Regions from separate parts of the Mus musculus genome. Here regions 2 and 3 are each linked to region 1. Evidence: chromatin contacts called from public HiChIP or PLAC-seq and promoter capture Hi-C data. All regions are on one chromosome and are shown on one strand. The core of a region is the stretch at or near the end of the contact, and the rest is flanking DNA. Distances in the headings are between cores, read along the strand shown.

Region 1 (3,511 bases), core at 385-2,884:
TTCACCTTTCCTCCCTTCCTCCCAACCACCCTTCTTCCCTCCTCCCCTCCCTCCCCTGTTCTTTCAACAGAGACTCAAGTATCTTCTGCTGGCTTGTAGCTGAGAATGACCTTAAACTTATATTCCTTCTGCCTCTCCCCTCCCAAGTGCTGAGATCACAGCCATGAGCCACCATGCCCCATTTCTGTGGTACTGGAAGTGGAAGCCTGGCCCGAGCACACCAGGCAAGCACTAGACCATTTGAGCTGCATCTTCAGCCTTGGTACTTAGCTTGTCTAAGCCTAACATTTCCCATCCATGAAGTGAGAGGCAATCACCATTTCTTTGGAAGGTTGAGTGAGACAAAGAATCAATTCAAATGATCGTTTTTTTTCTGTCAGATGCTGTGGGTCTATGTCGATTACCCTCAAACTTTTCTGCACCCGACTCCAGGCCACCTGTAAAACACTATTTTCCCGTCATTTAATTATATCAGTAAAAGCGGAAAAGCCACACATCAGAAAGCCAGAGGTGTCGTGGGGCTTTGTGTCACTCACAATACACAACATAGACAGTTTTTGTTTTAAATTTCTAGCAGGGCCTGTTGGCATATATCTTTAATCCCAGCATGGGAGCAGAGGCAGGCAGATCTTTGCAAGTTCCATGCCAGTCTGATCTACATAATCAGTTTCAGGCCAGTCATGGCTTCATAGTAAGACCTGGTCTCAAAAAAAAAAAAAAAAAAAAAAAAAAAAAAAAAAAACAGAGGGAGAAAAAAAGTTGAATTTCTAAGTAAATTCAGTAATTGCTGGTTATCTTCCTCATTAAGTAAATTCTGGTGGGCATTGAAATGGAAACTAGGCACCTGAGTGGTAGGGCCTTGTCAAAAAATGAGCTGTTAAAATCACATGCAGGGCAAAGAACAAGCACGAAACTTGTGCTTCTCGTCCAAAATGGCTTGAGCATGCCCAGTTGCGAACATCCCTGGTATGTCTCTAACAATGCAATAATTCAGACAATACTTCGGGACTGTGCAATGCTCAATGAGCCAACTGGGGTGCTGAACTAAGGAGAGGGGGAACAGGAGGCCATGGGCCTTGCATGATTCAGGTAGGGGTGAAGCTGTGAGGCGTGAGATGTTTGCTAAGCACCTTAGCAGAGTGGAAACAAAGCCCCAGATACTGAGAGAAACTCCCTCCTGGAGGCTGCGAAATCAGATGAGATGAAATAGCTGGAGTCATACAAAGGCATCCAGCCAAAGGAAGGCTGCATTACAAAAGTATCTTTATGCAAGTGCATATGACAGCCGCATGAATACCAAATGAATTCATTATGATTGCTGCTATTTCCATGAATACCGGCGGAATGTGTAATGGCTGGACTCTTACCATGTTACCAGTTTCTTGAAGAAGAAGAAGAAAAAAAAAACCAAATAATGAGAAAAATTAATCTCATTACATGCTGAAGAGGTCACCTTTCAGGAAGTGTTTGGAAATATGTCCATGTTGCCACAGGGTATCTTCAGCTATGACGTCAGCTCATTTATTCCCTCCAGCTTTGTCTGGGACCCATTTCCATTGCAAAGCACCCTCAGCTGTGCCCAGCAGAGCAAGGGCCACATCTGCCATCTGAACAGGCAGGGGGGTTCTTTATGCAGATCCTCACTGCCTGGATTTCTTGCCATTGGAAGGGGTGCCTCTCCCTGAAGGTGGATCTCTGAAGGAGGCAGGCCAGGCCTTCCAGCAAAGCTTTCTTTGCCTGGTGTGGTTGTCTATCTCTCCAGGGGACAGCAAGTGACCGGCACAGAGGTGAGGCATGACACGTGGCATGGCGCTGGCTGGGCCCTGGAAGAGGATGCTCCAAAGCCTGCTTCCTTCCCCCAGGAGCTGTGTTTTTCAGTAGCACTTCAGCCAGTGGGCTTGTCGGTTGTTTGTTGTTGTGATAAAATACTCAGGCCAAAAGTGACTTGTGGAGGAAAGGGTTATTTGGTTTCTATGTCCAGATTATGGTCCACCTCGAAGGAAGTCAGGGAAGGAACTCAAGCAAGAACTATGGCGGAACCTTATTTGTTGGCTCACTCTCTGGCTTATGTCAGCTAGCTTTCTTATACAACCCAGCACCTCTTGCCTAGAGATGGTACAGCCCAGAGTGGGCTGGGCCTTCCCACATCAATCAGTAATCAAAATAGTAGCTCACAGGCCAATCTGATCTGGGCAATTCTTCAACTGAGCTACCTTCTTCACAGGTGGTTCTGGAGTGTATCAAGTGGAGCATTAAAGGTAAGGAATGTAGCTGCCTCATATGGAGAACTGAGTGCTCAGATGTGTGCCCATGTATGGTCACATGGCAGAGAGAGAGAGAGAGAAAGAGAGAGGAAGAAAAAGGAGGAGGGAAAGGAGGAAGAGGAAGAGGGAGGAAGAGGAGAGAGACAGAGAGTGGAAAGAAAGGGAAGGGAGGGAGGAGGAAGGAAGGGAAGGAGAAAGAGGAGATAGAGAGAGACAAAGATAGGAGTGGAGGGAGGGAGAAGGAGGGAGAGAGTAGAGAGAGGGAAGGAGGGAGGGGGAGGAAAGGGGAAGAGGGAGGGAAGGAGAGAAAGACAGAGAGAAAGACAGGGAAAGACTTTTTGGCTGTACATAGACTCTGTTTAGTTTCTTCTGGTTACATGGGAGAAAGGACAATGAGTGAGAACAAGTTGGAAGGGGTCACCATCCAAAAGCAGAAGTGTTGTCAGAAAGATCTAATTTCAACAGTGAAAAGGAAAGGAAAAGGCAGGCAGAGAAACTGTCCAGCCTGTGAAACATCCGAGACACACTGGGTACTAGTGACAAGAGTCTGGGGCCCTTGGGCATTTCTTTTTAAGGAGATGAGAGGCTCCTTACATGACTAGAACTTGCCAGTACCTATGTTCCCAGCCTCATCACCTGTCTGTCTCACCAGACTGCTCCATGTAGCCACCCACATCTCATAGCACCACAACCCTCTTGCCTTCAGGATCGAAAAACTCCAGGGGTTAGTCCTGTGTGATCAGAGGATGCCATGCTGAGGGGGAGGCGAGGGATGGAGAGACAGGTGGTAGGTTGCAATCCATGGGTGCCCACGATCTTCACTAATCAATGAAAGAATACTCCTGGATTTTAAGATATATGTATGGGCAGGGGGGGAAACCCCTGAAGAAGGGACTAAAGTTCAATATGTACACAGGAAGAGAAGGGACCCGGAGGCTGGAGAGCTGCAAAGTAAGCCCCAGCGGGTCAAAGGCAGAGTCATGAAGACAGAATAACCTCACTCCCAAGACCAGCCATAACAGGGGTCAATTGGAGCCCCAAGCGCAAGGACATTGTTCCAATGTTACCATCAGGAGATCTTTAGGCATCAGCTCAGACCCTCCCGTACAACACGCCGGGCCGGGGGATGGGGGGGAAAGCGAAGCTCTTGTTTTCTGAGGCATTCTGAATAACCCACTAGGTTAACACACTGATTACTTTATTCATTTGCTGGCAGACACCTATGATGGATGCACGGCTGGGAAGGC
Region 2 (3,511 bases), core at 553-3,052, 1.2 Mb after region 1:
CATATAAGTCCAACATTTTGGAGGTAGAAGCAAGCAGGTCGTGAGTTCAAGGCCAGTCTTGGCTTCATAATCAACTCTAGGCCGTCACGGCCTACATGAAAACTTGTTTCAAAATATAAAGGATGTGTGTGTCGAGACAGAGATAATGTGTGTACTGTCTCCCAATGATAAAACCTTGTGTCTTAGTTAGGGTTTTACTGCTGTGAACAGACACCATGACCAAGTCAATTCTTTTTTTTTTTAAAGATTTATTTATTTATTTATTATATGTAAGTACACTGTAGCTGTCTTCAGACACACCAGAAGAGGGCATCAGATCTCATTAAGGATGGTTGTGAGCCACCATGTGGTTGCTAGGATTTGAACTCAGGACCTTTGGAAGAGCGGTCAGTGCTCTTAACCGCCGAGCCATCTCTCCAGCCCCGACCAAGTCAATTCTTATAAAGGACAACATTTAATTGGGGCTGGCTTACAGGTTCAGAGGTTCAGTCCATTATCACCAAGGTGGGAGCATAGCAGCATCCAGGCAGATGTGGGGCTGGAGGAGCTGAGAGTTCCACCACTTGTTCCAAAGGCAGCCAGGAGGAGACTGGCTTCCAGGGAGCTAGGATGAGGGCCTTAAAGCACACACCCACAGTGACACACCTACTCCAATAGGGCCACACCTTCTAATAGTGCCACTCCCTGGGCTGAGCATATACAACCCATCGCACCTTGCAAACCTGTAATACAATACTATAATCAGGATGTTAATGTCCGCGTGTGACCCTGATGTCTTTCTGAGGTTTCTATGGCTTTATTGGTATTGGCGTATGTTTATTTTCTTACAGTCCTAAGTTTGGGGTTCTGCCCCCCCCCCCCCCAGCCAAGAAGCAGAACAATTTGTCCTGTTGCATTTGGAGCACTGTGATCCACATTTTTAGTAGGGGTGTTTCTCAAGATGTGTGTGACACAGCTTCCAGGGCTTTTGTAATCATAGGAGCAGGGCTGCCAATAGGATACAGGAGTGGCCACCGCAAGCAACTCTCCTGTGTTCTTTAAAATGGCTCAGTGAGCAGAGGTAAAAGGACATATTTAATTCCCAATCGATCGAAAATATTTCAATCTGTAATCTGTTACTGTTACTCAGGCTGGCCTGGAACTCACTGTAGAGCCCAGGCTGGACTCAAACTTAAGGAACTTCCTGCCTTAGCATGGGAAAGAGTGTGGAGAAGATACCACTGGCGAGTCACTGCCCGTACAGGGAAGCTTCTAGTAAGAGGGTCATGGAGGCTGGGCCTGGGTGGGAAGGTGCAGGAACTCTAAAAAGGAGCCTAACGGTTCTTAGAGGCAATGGGGCGAGCCATTTAGGTCTTGTGTCAAGGCTGCAACGGCTAACAGGTGTCACAGAGTTGTACTGAAGGTTGATTATGGGGTTCTGAGGGCACCTCTAGAAGAGTTCGAGTTTCCTCCAGGACTGAGGTACAAGGACTATCAGGGTTGTGCTCAGACACTATTGTTTTTTTAGTCTTAAGACTTCCTAGTTCATCTTTATGCAGCTTCATGTGAGATTTCAGCTTGCCAATGTTCTATTCTGACTTCACTCTAATTTACAATACACACATACTTACATCCCTTCCTATTACAGGTTTCTGAGCTCCAGAGCTACAACAGCCAGGGGCCAAGGCATCTAGCTAGTTAGCACACCAATACAAAGCAAGGAGGCTCCGCTAGCCCAACCCAGAGCCTCCCAGTTCTCCCAGTCCGAGGGCGTGACCTTCAGTGCCGGAGGGCGTGGCATAGTGTGTCAGGGGTGGGCCCCCGATCTCAGCGGGCGTGGCTTCCCCGTGCGCAGCCTCCTCGCGTGTCCGTCCGGCCCTATCGAGCCTCCGGCGCTCGACTGCTGGTGTCTGGCGGAGACAGCATGGCGGCGGGGGCGGCCGAGGCAGGCGAGGCAGCCGTGGCAGTGGTGGAAGTCGGCTCTGCCCAGCAGTTTGAAGAGCTACTGCGCCTCAAAACCAAGTACGCGGGGGCGGCGAGAGGGCCCGGGGACCAGAGGGCGGCGGGCCGGGGGGTCACGGGACTTGGGGGCGGCTTCCCAACGCGGCACGTCCGGAGCTGAGCTCGTGGTCCAACGGCGGCCCTACTTGGGCCGCGGCGGTAGCCCCTCCTAGGGAAGCGGCCCGCGGCGGCCCGCGTGCACAATGGACCTGCCCTCCGGAGACCCGCATGTGGCGCCTCCTGAAGGAAGCCTTGGCTGGCGACCAGCCTGCAGGCCCAGCTAGGGTCCCGGGCTTTCCTGAACCACCAGCCGGCTAAGGGAGGGTCTGCGGCGGCCGGGTGCGCGCGCCTCGCCTTTGGCCAAGCCTTCCTGAGGCCAGCCCTGGGGATGCGTGGGAAACCAGGACCTCGGCGCTCTAGGATGCTGCCCTGCCTTGATCTGCATGCAGAGTGGTGAGGGAGGGGTTTCAGGGCCCACTGCCGGGGATCCCCAACCTCTCCTTAGCCCCTTATGTGCTTGTAATCCTGGGGCAAGTTTCCTAACCTCCCCTTCGGCTTCCTCCCGGGTGAATGGACCGGTTCTGTTAAAGCTCTGTTTTGTGGTTGGCGTACCGGAAGCTCTCTCCACTAATGTGGGGGCCTTGGTATCCTCACTGAGCAGAGTGGGCAGGTGGCAGATTGACTGGCTGACATCTGCTACTCCATACAGTATGGAGGAGAATTACAATAGCTCATTCAGAGGCTGGCAGTGTAGCTAGTGCTTAATACACAAGAAACCCTGAGTTCAACTTCTAGCACCGAAAACAACAACTCATCTTCATCAACAACAAAACCAGTCCTTTCCAACCCTTTCGCATTTCAGGTTTACTTGATTTTAAATTTTTTTCCCCCCAAAGAAAAGAAAAAGGGAGAATGAGAGTAACATTAAGTAGAAGCTGACTTCTGATGGATCCAGCCAGGTCGTTTACCAGGCGTTTCGGAGGACGTCAGAGATGGCCTCCTGAAGTGATGAGGGCTTGTGTGGACATGTCCTGAAAAGCTTGAACTTAAATCGTCTGAGAAGATTCTTTTATGTGTGTGTGTTTCACATGCTTAGTTTGTCTTTATGTTTCATGTGTTAAACAGGCCTTAGTGGGTAAAAGTTAGCATGCCATTTATTCTGCAAGTTCAAGGTCAGTTTGATCTTCATAGTGAGTTTCAGGCTAGCCAGAGGTATATAAGGAGACCCTATTGTAAAAAATCAGGAAACAAACATTTCTTTCCTCTCAAGGGGGGTGGGGGGCAAGACAAGAACAGCAACAAACCGCAAACCCATCTGCATGTATTCTTGTCACTGGTGTCTGCCTGAGATGACTCGGGAGACAGTGTTCCCGTCTGCAGTGACTGTTCAGAATGGGTCATGGGAAATGCTGTGTGACACCTGGGGAGTGACACCTGGGGAAGGATAGGAAGCCATCAAGAATACTAAATACGGGCTGGCGAGATGGCTCAGTGGGTAAGAGCACCCGACTGCTCTTCCAAAGGTCCGAAG
Region 3 (3,511 bases), core at 514-3,013, 1.0 Mb after region 1:
AAAAAGAGAGTGCACCTATAGAAACAGAGTCCAAACTCCTTTCTACTCTCGAAGGTCCTTTCCTTTCTAAACCGTGCACAGGCAGTAAGTTATGCTCGGCTTATGCAGCTACCCTCATCCCAATAATTAACATTAATTTGCAAAACTGAAAAAAGTCCCTTAAAAGTGCTGTTCTGCAGGCGCCCTTATCGATCCTCCTTTTACTTTCTACTTCAAGCCCCACCGGTTAATCATGTGAAGTGCCATCGACTTATCGATCGTTTATGTTTTGTTTTCCTTCTATGCCATGAGAAGATTTCGTGTTTACACCCATGTCATTTTAATCTCAAAATCTTTATGTCCTGAAACCATCGAGGGAAGGGAGAGCCAGCGCTCAGGGCGAAAGGGCAGTCAGCAAGCAGTGGTACTCACCATTGCTGTACAGTAGCTGCAGCTTGTAGTGAATGCCGTTGTTGGTTTTCTCGTTGTTCGGCTCCTGAAAGCAACGATAAATAATTGCATTTAGCGTGGCCGCGTCTGGCGCGGTCACCGCGCTCGGTCCCCCTCCAGGACCGAGGCCCCTCGGCCTCACACGCTGCAGGCAGGATTCCTGGCTCGCAGCTACGCGGTGATGTCACTTTTCCTGCCGCAAGCCCAGCGTTCCCCCTCGCCCCCAGTGAGTCCGAGGGCACAGAGAAGTTGTTCGGCCCTTGGCGGGGCCTGTGCGACCGCACGTGGCGGCGGGGTCGCCCGGCGGAGCGCTCCCGCCACCGAGGGGGGCACTCGGACCCCATGCGCGGGCACCAACTGCCCCCTACTCCTGGAGAGGGAGGGTGCGATCGCCGGTGTACACTTACTTTCTCTTTCTCCACAAAGTCCACAAAAGCGGTCCTTTCGATCTCCACCGGCTGCCCCTGCCTGTCGTAGAGCGCCAGCACGAAGTGGAAGAAATTGGATTTCCGGAGGTTGGAAGGAGGCTGCTTCTCGAAGTGCGCCCGCGCCAGCCCCACGCCGCTGCAGGAGGAAAGGGACAGCGGCCCGGTGAGCAGCGCGGCGCTGGCCGGAGGAGGGGGCCGGGCCGGGCCGGGGCCAAGGCGCGCGGGGGCGGCCGGTACGTACCTCTGGGCGGCCGTGTTGGCGTCCACCACGCCTGCCGTGTGCATCCACGAGCGCACCGGGTTCATGCCGCTGCCCAGCGGCTCCTCCTTCATGGTCGTCCCCCCGCGCGGAATATTCTCCTGAATCCCAAACATGAACACTGCTGGCGGCGGCCGCGACTCCCGGCCGAAAGCGCGTCCGCGGTCGGCGGCGCTCGGGGCTCGGCGGCAGGAGGCTGCCCTGGCCGCCCTGGCCCTGCTCGGCGCCTGCGGTGCGGCCCGCCGCCGGCTTCAGCCCGTCCCGGGCAGGCGCCGCATACACCGGCGGCCGGGCGCTGCGGACGGCCGGGGACGCGGGCGGGCTGCACCGGTGGCGACGCGACGCTTCGGAGGAGCAGGGCGCGGTGGACGCGGTGGCCGCGGCGGCGCTTGTTGTTGTTGTTGTTTGCAGGCGCGCTCAACGTGGTGTCATCCTAGCCAGGCGGCGTCCGCGGCTGCAGGACACTGCGGGATCGCCCGCTTCTGGCGCGGCCCGCCTGCTCCAAAGACAAATAAACGGGGCAGTGAGTGCCGCGGCGCAGTCCCGGGCGCAGGCGGGGCGCGGCGGGGCCTGGAGCGGCGCGCGCAGCGGACGGAGGCGCACAAAACTCAGCCCTCTCTCCCCGAGGAATGGACCCTTTCCCGGGAGCCAAAACTCGAAGCCCCCGGGAGCGGCGCTGTCAGAGGGTGACGTCGGGGGGCGGCGCCTGCGCCATATATGGGAGCGGCCGCCCCTCGCCGCGCCCCTCGCCGCCGCCGCCGCCGCGCTCGCCGACTGACTGCCTGACGGCGCCGCGAGCCGGCCCGAGCCCCGCGAGCCCAGCGAGCCCCGCCGCCTCCGAGCGCCACCGAGCGCCACCACCGCCCCCGGCCACGCGCCACGGCTCCACAAGCCCAGCCGCGGCCGAGGAAGTTACCACCCGCTCAAATAAATCTCGCAAAGAAGCGAGCGCAGCCAGTGCATAAGTGCTGCTTGGCCCGTTATACCTGCCCACAAGACCTGCCACACAGTCAAAACACCGTGGGTCGGAGGAGGAGCGCCCCAAGTCGCCCACACGCATGCAATAAATACCAGGGCAGCACTGGCTCTGGGGTGTCCCAAAGAGAACAGCAGGAAGAGGCTGGAAAGGCGCGCGGGAGGAGATTCCAGGAGAGGGAGGGACAACAAGGGGCTGGGAGAAGAGGGTACCTAATGCCCCTTCTAGGGATCCACACTCCCTGCCGCCACCAGGGCAAGAGGCGCAGCTCAGTCTGATTTCTAGGCAGACCTAAGGCTGCTGAAGGGCCAGTGTGCCCACATCTGAGCCCCGCTGGGTGTCCCATGCTTTCTACCCCGGCAAAGCCTGCTGAATACAGGGCCGGGGTCCACGTCGGAGACAGGTTCCTCCAGATGCCCCCTCTCCCTCCGGTGGCCACAGGAGTTTCGGGTCCCTGGCCTGTTCTTGGGTGCGGCAGTGACAAAGAAGGCTGGGCCCTCTCTGGGCCGACGGAAAGAGCGCTCAGCCTCTCCGGCGACCCGGAGCTGGTGTCCAGCCTGTTACATGGTCCGTGCGGTGGCCAGATCTCCCCACCTCCAACCGCCTGAAAAGCAGAGCAGACACTGCGGGCGCCAGGGACCCTGCCCTCTGCGCCTCCCAGCCTGGGTGAGCGCGCGCCCTGCGGCTTCCCGACCTGGTTTCGAGGAACCGGGAGGGCAGCTGGGAGCCGGCAGCGCGTGGGCTCGGAGGCCCAGCTCGGGAGGCCCGGATTCGGTTCCCAGGCGCTCGGCCCACCCAAAGGAGATCTGTGCGACGCGCGACAGAGGCCCAAGGGACGACCTGGAGATGTCCCAGGCTCTTTCCTGCCACGAGAAATAAGGCCCTTCTGGTTTTAAAAGAAGAAGAAAAAGAAAAGGTTTCTGGGCGCAAGTGTCGCAGGGCAGCCTCTTCCCGCCGGGCCTGGGGTAGCTCTTCCTTTTTTTGTGAATTGGTGGTGTGTGTGCGTTAATATTTTAATTAATCGGGAAAATCGAAGTCCGATTTACGTTATCTGGGGACCCCCCACACGCTACTTGGAAGGGGTGAGAGAAAAGATGTGCTGGAAAGCAATCTATTTTGCTGGTGTTGGGGGTTAATGACTATTGCCAAAGATAAGTGAATTATCAAAGCTGTTGCGCCAGTCCCATCTCAAAATCCATTACGGGGCCGGCCGTCTAATTAAATACGTAAGTATAATAAAATCATATTTTATGACTATTTGAGGGTAATGAGATTAGTCTTTAGAAGCGATCGCCACATATTAAAAATGCCACTGTCTATAGAATGTTAATAACCTTAAATCAAAGTGTATGGAAACTCCTCACGATAAATTAAAAGAAAATTTCTGTATTCCTAATAAGCCCAGCATTTTCCACTTAC

What was found. Promoter capture Hi-C pulls out the DNA fragments that hold promoters and counts their contacts. HiChIP or PLAC-seq counts read pairs in DNA pulled down with a chosen protein or histone mark.
Region 2: a contact with region 1 is called in a promoter capture Hi-C map of hippocampal neurons, with 3 times the contacts expected there. The contact joins the promoter of Glrx3 here to the promoter of C030029H02Rik in region 1. A contact is called at or near these places in 1 of 39 promoter capture datasets (hippocampal neurons) and 1 of 115 datasets of contacts at active chromatin or transcription factors (embryonic forebrain).
Region 3: an H3K4me3 HiChIP or PLAC-seq map of forebrain shows a contact between it and region 1, with 6 times the contacts expected there. The contact joins the promoter of Ebf3 here to the promoter of C030029H02Rik in region 1. A contact is called at or near these places in 3 of 39 promoter capture datasets (embryonic stem cells, hippocampal neurons and liver), 2 of 484 Hi-C or Micro-C datasets (embryonic retina and olfactory sensory neurons), 9 of 115 datasets of contacts at active chromatin or transcription factors (differentiating embryonic stem cells, embryonic forebrain, embryonic hindbrain and 5 more) and 1 of 9 other capture datasets (embryonic stem cells).

The regions. Positions count from the first base shown.
Region 1 is chr7:136,266,690-136,270,200 of GRCm38.p6, forward strand. It overlaps C030029H02Rik (RIKEN cDNA C030029H02 gene), which reads left to right and starts at 1,635. Exons shown (of 4, transcript NR_102277.1): 1 at 1,635-1,787.
Region 2 is chr7:137,435,771-137,439,281 of GRCm38.p6, forward strand. Glrx3 (glutaredoxin 3) reads left to right here and starts at 1,803. Exons shown (of 11, transcript NM_023140.5): 1 at 1,803-2,001. The coding sequence starts at 1,904.
Region 3 is chr7:137,312,682-137,316,192 of GRCm38.p6, forward strand. Ebf3 (early B cell factor 3) reads right to left here and starts at 1,764. Exons shown (of 16, transcript NM_001113414.1): 1 at 1,099-1,764; 2 at 837-993; 3 at 412-475. The coding sequence starts at 1,232.